Linked DNA regions of Sus scrofa: region 1 is linked to region 2. The links are chromatin contacts, called in public Hi-C maps. All regions are on one chromosome and are shown on one strand. The core of a region is the stretch at or near the end of the contact, and the rest is flanking DNA. Distances in the headings are between cores, read along the strand shown. Region 1 holds the start of CSK (c-src tyrosine kinase). Region 2 holds the start of CPLX3 (complexin-3).

Region 1 (3,168 bases), core at 448-2,947, 38 kb after region 2:
GGCCCCACCGAGAAAGACATTGGGACCATCAGGGTGTGGGGAGCTTGGAAGAGACCCCCTGGGTGTGCTCGCTCTGACAATGCTCCTATGCCAAGGCTATACGAGGCTTGCTCCCTGTGGACACAGGGCTCTCACATTCTGCATCCAGATCCATTCATGCTCCTATACCAGCTGGGCCAAAGGGTCAGGAATGACGATCAGGCTGTTTCAGCTCAGCACCAGGGCTACACCCCACGGGTGCCCCCGCATGCCACTTCCCGTCAGTAAGACCCAGCCTCAAGCACCAGAGGGAAATCCCATGGGCAGTGCTGATTCGGTCTGAGCCCAGACCCAGGCAGAACCGTCACCGGAAGCCCTCTCCCTCCTCTCTAGCCCTCTGCAGGGGAGCACGTGCTCACCCCACAAGGTCCCATGGGCCAGGCTGGGGGCTTATGGCCCCAGTGGGTAAAGGCTTATGCCTGGTTTCCCTGTACCCATAGCAGTCCAGGTGTTGTGGGGTGGTGGTGGGAGGGGATGGATGACGGAGGGACAGACAGCCTAACTCTGCCAAAGGCCTGGGATAGCAACTTCCCCCTTTGAGCCTCAGCCCCCCAGCCTACAAAATGGGAGGGGAGGTGAACCCTTAGTTAAGCTCCAAGGATCTGGTAGCTGGACACACCCCTTCCTGACAACTGGCCTGGCCTCCAACGAGCCTGGGAGAACAGAAAGGGCTGACCAGGACGCTAGGAGGTGGGGACCCACCTCCTAATGCCCAGTGTCACCTCCACCGAGGCCAGAGGCCCTGCCTAGTTTCCCACCCAAGGGTCAGATGTCCCTGGGCTTAGGCCTGGTCTTCTAAAAGTCCGAAGATGATAAGCTCAACCTCTGGCAGGCTCAAGGGAGGCGGCTGGACCCTGGGCCTCCGCAGAGGGAATGAAGGAGGGGTCAGAACCAGGCAGGCCAAAAAACCTGCAGGCCTGCAGGGAGGCCCTGGGCAGGGAATGGCAAACAGCCCATTCTCCTGGGCTCTGGTCCACGCTGACCCCTTCCCCTCCGCTCCAGCCAGCCCCAATACGGGGAAAGGACAGACTCCGGGTGGCCTGAGACAAGTCTGAGGGGCTGGGAGGGCAGTACCTCCCTCGTGAGCCCCCCTCCCAGACGGGCTGACAGTGACTCCCGGGAGATTTCGAACCCGGGAAGGAGGGGGTAAGGGAGTGGGGGATGGGTGTGGACGCCACGGCAGCTGCAACAGAAGCAACAGAAGCGGGACGTACAACCTCCACCCGTCTTCCCCTTGGGAAGCACTCGGACGCCCACCTCCTTCAGGGCCTGCCAGACACTCACCTTTTTCGGGGCACTGCGGTCCGGGCCACCTCGCTGCGGGCAGCATCAGCGGCCTGCGGGACGGTCCATGCGGCCAGCCGAGAAGGGAGGGGCGCAGGGGTCCCCGGGGGGTGCGGTACAAAGAGGTCTGGGTGCGAAAGGAGGGGGAGGAAGGACGGCCAGACAGAGGCAGGGGGATGGCTGCGCGGCCCGGGTCGGGGAGGGAAGAAAGGCGGGGGAAGGGGGGCGGGAGGGACTCAGGGGGAGGAAACAATGTAGCCGGTGAGGCCCCGGCAGAGTTCCGCTTCCAAACGCCGACACCAAGGCTCGATCTGGGGACGTCGCGCCGGCTGCCCCGGGCTGCCCCGGACGCTGGCTCGGGGGCCGCAGGGTCTCTCCACGTTCCACGCCCCGGAGACTCCTGCGGCCAGAGGCTGCCTGGAGCGGGAGGGACGGCTGGCCGGGGGATAGCCCCGACGGCGGCGCTGCCGGGCGATGGCCCAGCTCGGACCCCACCCCGGCAGGACCTCCGGACAGGGTGCGGGGTGGGGCGGGAGCGAGAGGGCGGCGGCGGTCTCAGCGGCGGCGGCCAAGCTCGGCTCGCCCTGGGCTCCGCTGGGAGGAAGCTCGCAGGCCTGGCGAGAGGAAGCGCGGCCCCGGATCCTCCGCCCGCGGCAGCGCGCCTGCGCGAGGGAGCCAGCCGGGAGCACGGCGGGGCGTGGGCTGGCGGGAGGACAGCGCCCTCTGTCGGGATCCCGGGGCACTGCGGGGGGTGTGTCCGCGCCCAAGCCCTGCCCCCACCTGCCCGCCCGCGTCGAAGGCTTCAGAAGGTCCCTCACTGAGGGCCGAACAGTCCGCCTTGGAGCAAACGCCAAAACTTCCCTGGGGAACAGCTCTCCCTATGCAGAAGCGACCTCCTTCTTCTCGTATCTTTTTGTGGAGAATGGGTCTCGCTCGCAGCAGCATTCATTCATTCATAGGTGTTTCCTGGCGCTGATGTTGCGACAGGCCCTGTAATGAAGACCGCTTCATTACTGCCAAGGAGTTCCCAGAACTGGCAGGCCAGCAGACAAGCGCTAAGAAATAATTGATAAAAGTGAAGAAGTGTGTACAGGTCCACAAGAAGCAGAAAAGAGGGAAGGGTAATGGGCAATCTTCATAAAGCTGGGACCCCAGGCAGAAGGAACAGCATGGACAAAGGTAGGGAGAGGTGAGAGCCATTTGGTGGCTCTGGGAACTGTAAATAGCTCAGTATGGCTGCAGTTTGCAGTGTGGGTCCAGGAGAGTCCTGGGAGATGGCGTCCCCGACAGCCGCGGAGACAAAAGAGATCCAAAAAGACTGATGGGACTTTTCTTGGACTTTGTTTTCGAAAAGCCTGGCAGCAATGAGGAAGTTGTCAGTAGCTATGTGACCTTGGGAAAGTTACTTAACCTCTCTGGGCTCTAGTTTACCAAACAGGGAAAGTAACAGCACCAACTTCTTAAGGTTTTGTGGGGAGGAAATGAGTTAATACATTTAAAGAGCTTAGCATGCAGTGGCAGGCACATGGTCAGTCCTTAGCCAAGTATTGCCTGTTATTATATATTACAGTTAACAGGATGTCATCTGCTCTGAGCTACAGGAGCTGATGTGCATGTGGGGGGGGGGGGGAGCATACAGTTTTGGGGGCAGGGCAGTGATGGTGGAAAGACCAGAGACTCCAGTGTAGGTGGGGGTGGGGGGGCACTATCCTAGGGACTGGGCCCTGAAGGAAGAGTCTGGTTTGGGTGGGCAGAGGGGAGGGGCATACTGTGGTGGGGGAAATGAGGTGTACTTGCAAAGTCTTGAAATTCAAAATAAGTGAGGGGCTAGGGACTGAGAGGGAC
Region 2 (3,275 bases), core at 148-2,647:
GGGGGCTGAGAGGAAGGGGCTGGAAGGGTCTCTGCGTCCTGGCCAAGGTTAACAATGCTTCCACCTGCTGGCCTGTGTGCTGGGTACTTGGTGCTCTGATCTGCTGCAATCTTTGCCACCTCTCCCCATCACAGAGCACTTTATCACCTCCACACCCGTTACTAGACGGAGCTATTGGGGCAGGGGCGTCACTCTGTCTGGCTCTCTCTGCAGACCCTAATATATGTCCCTTGTGGCCTCTGACTGGGTCTTTTTCCCTCCTTGACAGATTGTGTCTTGTGAGGGGAAGTATTCAGGACAGACATGAGTCCGAGTCCTGGCTCCACTTCCGTACCACTTTTGGTACGTCTTTGAGTAGGTCACTTACCTTCCTCTTTTGTAAAATGGGGGTAAGATTTTGCAACTCACAAAACTGTTATTACGACTAAGTGATATAATAAGAGCTAATATTCAATGATTTACCATGTACCAGGAGCTCCACTAAGTGGTTTATGTGCATTAAAGTTTATCCCTCAAAAAAATATAAGGCACTTTTTATGATTACCATCCTCATTTTACAGAAGAAGAAACTGAGGCACAGAAAGATTAAGTAACTTGCCTAAAGTCACCCTTCTAAAAAGAAGCAAAGCTGGGACCTGACCCAAGCAGCCTAGCTCTAGAGTTCAGCCCTTGATTCCACCCCAGCTGCCTTTTTGTCCAGCATTGTCCTCACACAAGTACCCTCAATATCTGTGAGTGCCTCCATCTCAGGATCTGTTTCCACAACTGGTTTCCCCCTCAGCTGCACCGCTTTTCTCAGAGTTTCAGGCTCTGAGGAGCTCCAGTTGGAAGACACAGACGGCTGGGACCAGATCGGATTAAGGGATTACTTATTTCGTCAGAAATGCACGTGCCCCCACCTCGTCCCAGGGCCCTATCGCCCCTTCCCCCACTCCCTGGACCCGAAGGCGAAAGTGGAGCAGGGTTTCTGGGTTTGAGATGGGGTGGCTCTGGGGGCAGCCTAGAGGGCACCTCCCAGTTTCTTATTGCGTCTAGAAAAGTAGGGGAGAGGCTCGGGGTCTGAGACTCCCCTAAGCGTGGGCAGGGCGGTTCATTAGGGGTTAGGATGGGGAGGGTCGTTGGAGCCACTCACTTCTCTTCCACCAGTTGCTTCTGATACTCTTCATACTCCTCTCGGCTCATGCCCTGCGCTTCGGCGGCCGACTTGTCCCCGTCCCCCTTGTCCTCGCCGCCCCCTAGGCTCCCAGTGAGGTTCTTCAGCTGGCCGCCCACCATGGTCTTCACCATAAACGCCATGGTCTTCGCTGGCCCCGGGCGCTGGGTACCACGCGCCGGGCACCCAGGCACGTCCGCGCCTACTTCAGCACTAGGTCTCGGGGACAGCTCCCGCCGCAGGCAGGCGCCCCACGTTCTGCACCGCCCACCGCCCGCCCCTGCCCGGGCCCGCCTCCACCTCCCCAAACCCCTCCTCACAGGGGGCGGGGGGCATGCACGGGGCTGAGAAGGCTGGACCACGTGCACGCTCTTCACTCCCGCCTCCCCCACGTCCCTCCTTCAATGCCAAGCTCCGCTGGCCACAGCGGATTGGGGCCTGCCGCGATGTGGGGGGTGGGGGGCTCGCTCTCCAGGGGAATGAGCTGCGCTTTTACGCGCCCAGAACCCTATTTCCTACTCTCCCCCTAGTTCCTCCTCCCCCGGGTCGCTAATAACCAGGATTTCACTGAGAGATGCGAATAGCGAATAGCCCCGGGCCCTACCCCAACCTCCTCTTCGACCCGCTGCTCCAGCAGCTGGGAAAGGGAAGCAGAGCGGGAATCCCAATTACGGCTCCATGGGTTGCCTCTCAGAGTTCTTAATTGTGCGCCTGCCCTGCTGACCCCTGGAGCTATAAGAAGCAGGGAGAAATAGCTGTTCCTGGTGATGCTGGCTGGGCAGGACCAGGAAAGGCACCTGGACCACTCTTTGTTCTGGATAAATGTGGGGACAGAATTATACACAGCTGTGACTCCGTCTCCCACCACAGCCCAGGGCTCAGGGCCTGTGGAGTATCAAGGACTGTCTTCTGGAAGTCAAGCCAGCCCTTGGCCTCTTTGCCTGTTTGGACCTCACTCCTAGCTATTATCTGAAAGAGATGGAAGTCTTCAGAGAGATTAAGGGAAAGCTGGAAGGTAAATGAGTATATTAAAGCATGGGGAGAGGGAAATCACTTTTAATAAGGTTGGAGCCTCTGAAAACTAAGGTGTGGATAGGAAGTGGGTACCCAGAGGGAGAGAAACTGGCCAAGCCCTCCATCCTCCAGGCATATATCGATTTCTTAGTTTCGAGTCGTGGACATTTTCTTCAGGTCTTTGAGGCAGGTCATGCATGTATGTTGGGGTAGAGGGGCTGCCGTCTCAGAGCACCCAGAGCCCTAGAGATTTGTGGTGCTGGACTCAGAGGAAGGCTGCCTGTGGACAGATAGTCCTGAAGGTTCTTGTCCAGCTCCTGCTTGCTGCTAGGAAGAGAAGAAATTTACTTGAGCTTCTCAGATCTGGGTTTTTGAGACTAGACACTCTACACCTGCTATACTCATCTCCCTACACACTGCACCACAGCACCCCCTCCTCTGGGACTTCTATAGCTGCCTTGACCTGCTCCATCAGGACCACACTTTCCTCTAGCATTCAAGGTCTGTGCAGGTAGCTCCAGCCTTATGGCCAGCATAACATCCCTGTGTAACACATAAGCCTGTCATCATTTCCACCACATACCTTTGCTGTTCTCCACAACTGCAGGTCATTCCCTCTCCCACTCTGCTTTTAAAACTCAGTGCATTTTGGTCCTCCTCTAGGACCATCCCAGCCCATACTGATTCTTCTTGTCTTGAAATTCCACCAACAAGGACTGTCCTATTTCTGAGCTCCTTAGCACACCTTAGTATTTCTAAATGTTCCATTCATCTACAAACACTCTTCAAGCAGAAATGTGACCTCCCTCCAACCTTTTTTTAATTTTTTTTTTTTGGTCTTTTGTCCTTTTAGGGCCGCAGTGGCAGCATATGGAGGTTCCCAGGCTAGGGGTCAAATCAGAGCTACAGCTGCCAACCTACACCACAGCCACAGCAACACCAAATCCGAGCAGCATCTGCAACCTACACCGTAGCTCACAGCAATGCCAGATCCTTAACCCACTGAGCAAGGCCAGGGATCAAACCCACAACCTTATGGTTTCTAGTTGGATTCGTTTCCATTGTGCCATGATGGGAACTCTGCCCACCAACCTTTTAAATTCTCTTT

The links. A called contact is a pair of places that touch in the nucleus more often than the background predicts.
Region 1: a contact with region 2 is called in a Hi-C map of subcutaneous adipose tissue, with 2.8 times the contacts expected there. The contact joins the promoter of CSK here to the promoter of CPLX3 in region 2. A contact is called at or near these places in 1 of 5 promoter capture datasets (liver), 6 of 47 Hi-C or Micro-C datasets (alveolar macrophages, fetal heart ventricle, heart right ventricle and 3 more) and 1 of 2 datasets of contacts at active chromatin or transcription factors (alveolar macrophages).

Annotation. Positions count from the first base shown.
Region 1 is chr7:58,753,337-58,756,504 of Sscrofa11.1, forward strand. It overlaps CSK (c-src tyrosine kinase), which reads right to left and starts at 1,698. Exons shown (of 13, transcript NM_001190173.1): 1 at 1,324-1,698.
Region 2 is chr7:58,715,631-58,718,905 of Sscrofa11.1, forward strand. CPLX3 (complexin-3) reads right to left here and starts at 1,398. Exons shown (of 3, transcript XM_003128491.4): 1 at 1,133-1,398. The coding sequence starts at 1,296. LMAN1L (protein ERGIC-53-like) reads right to left here. Exons shown (of 14, transcript XM_021099048.1): 14 at 1,529-2,484. The coding sequence ends at 2,359.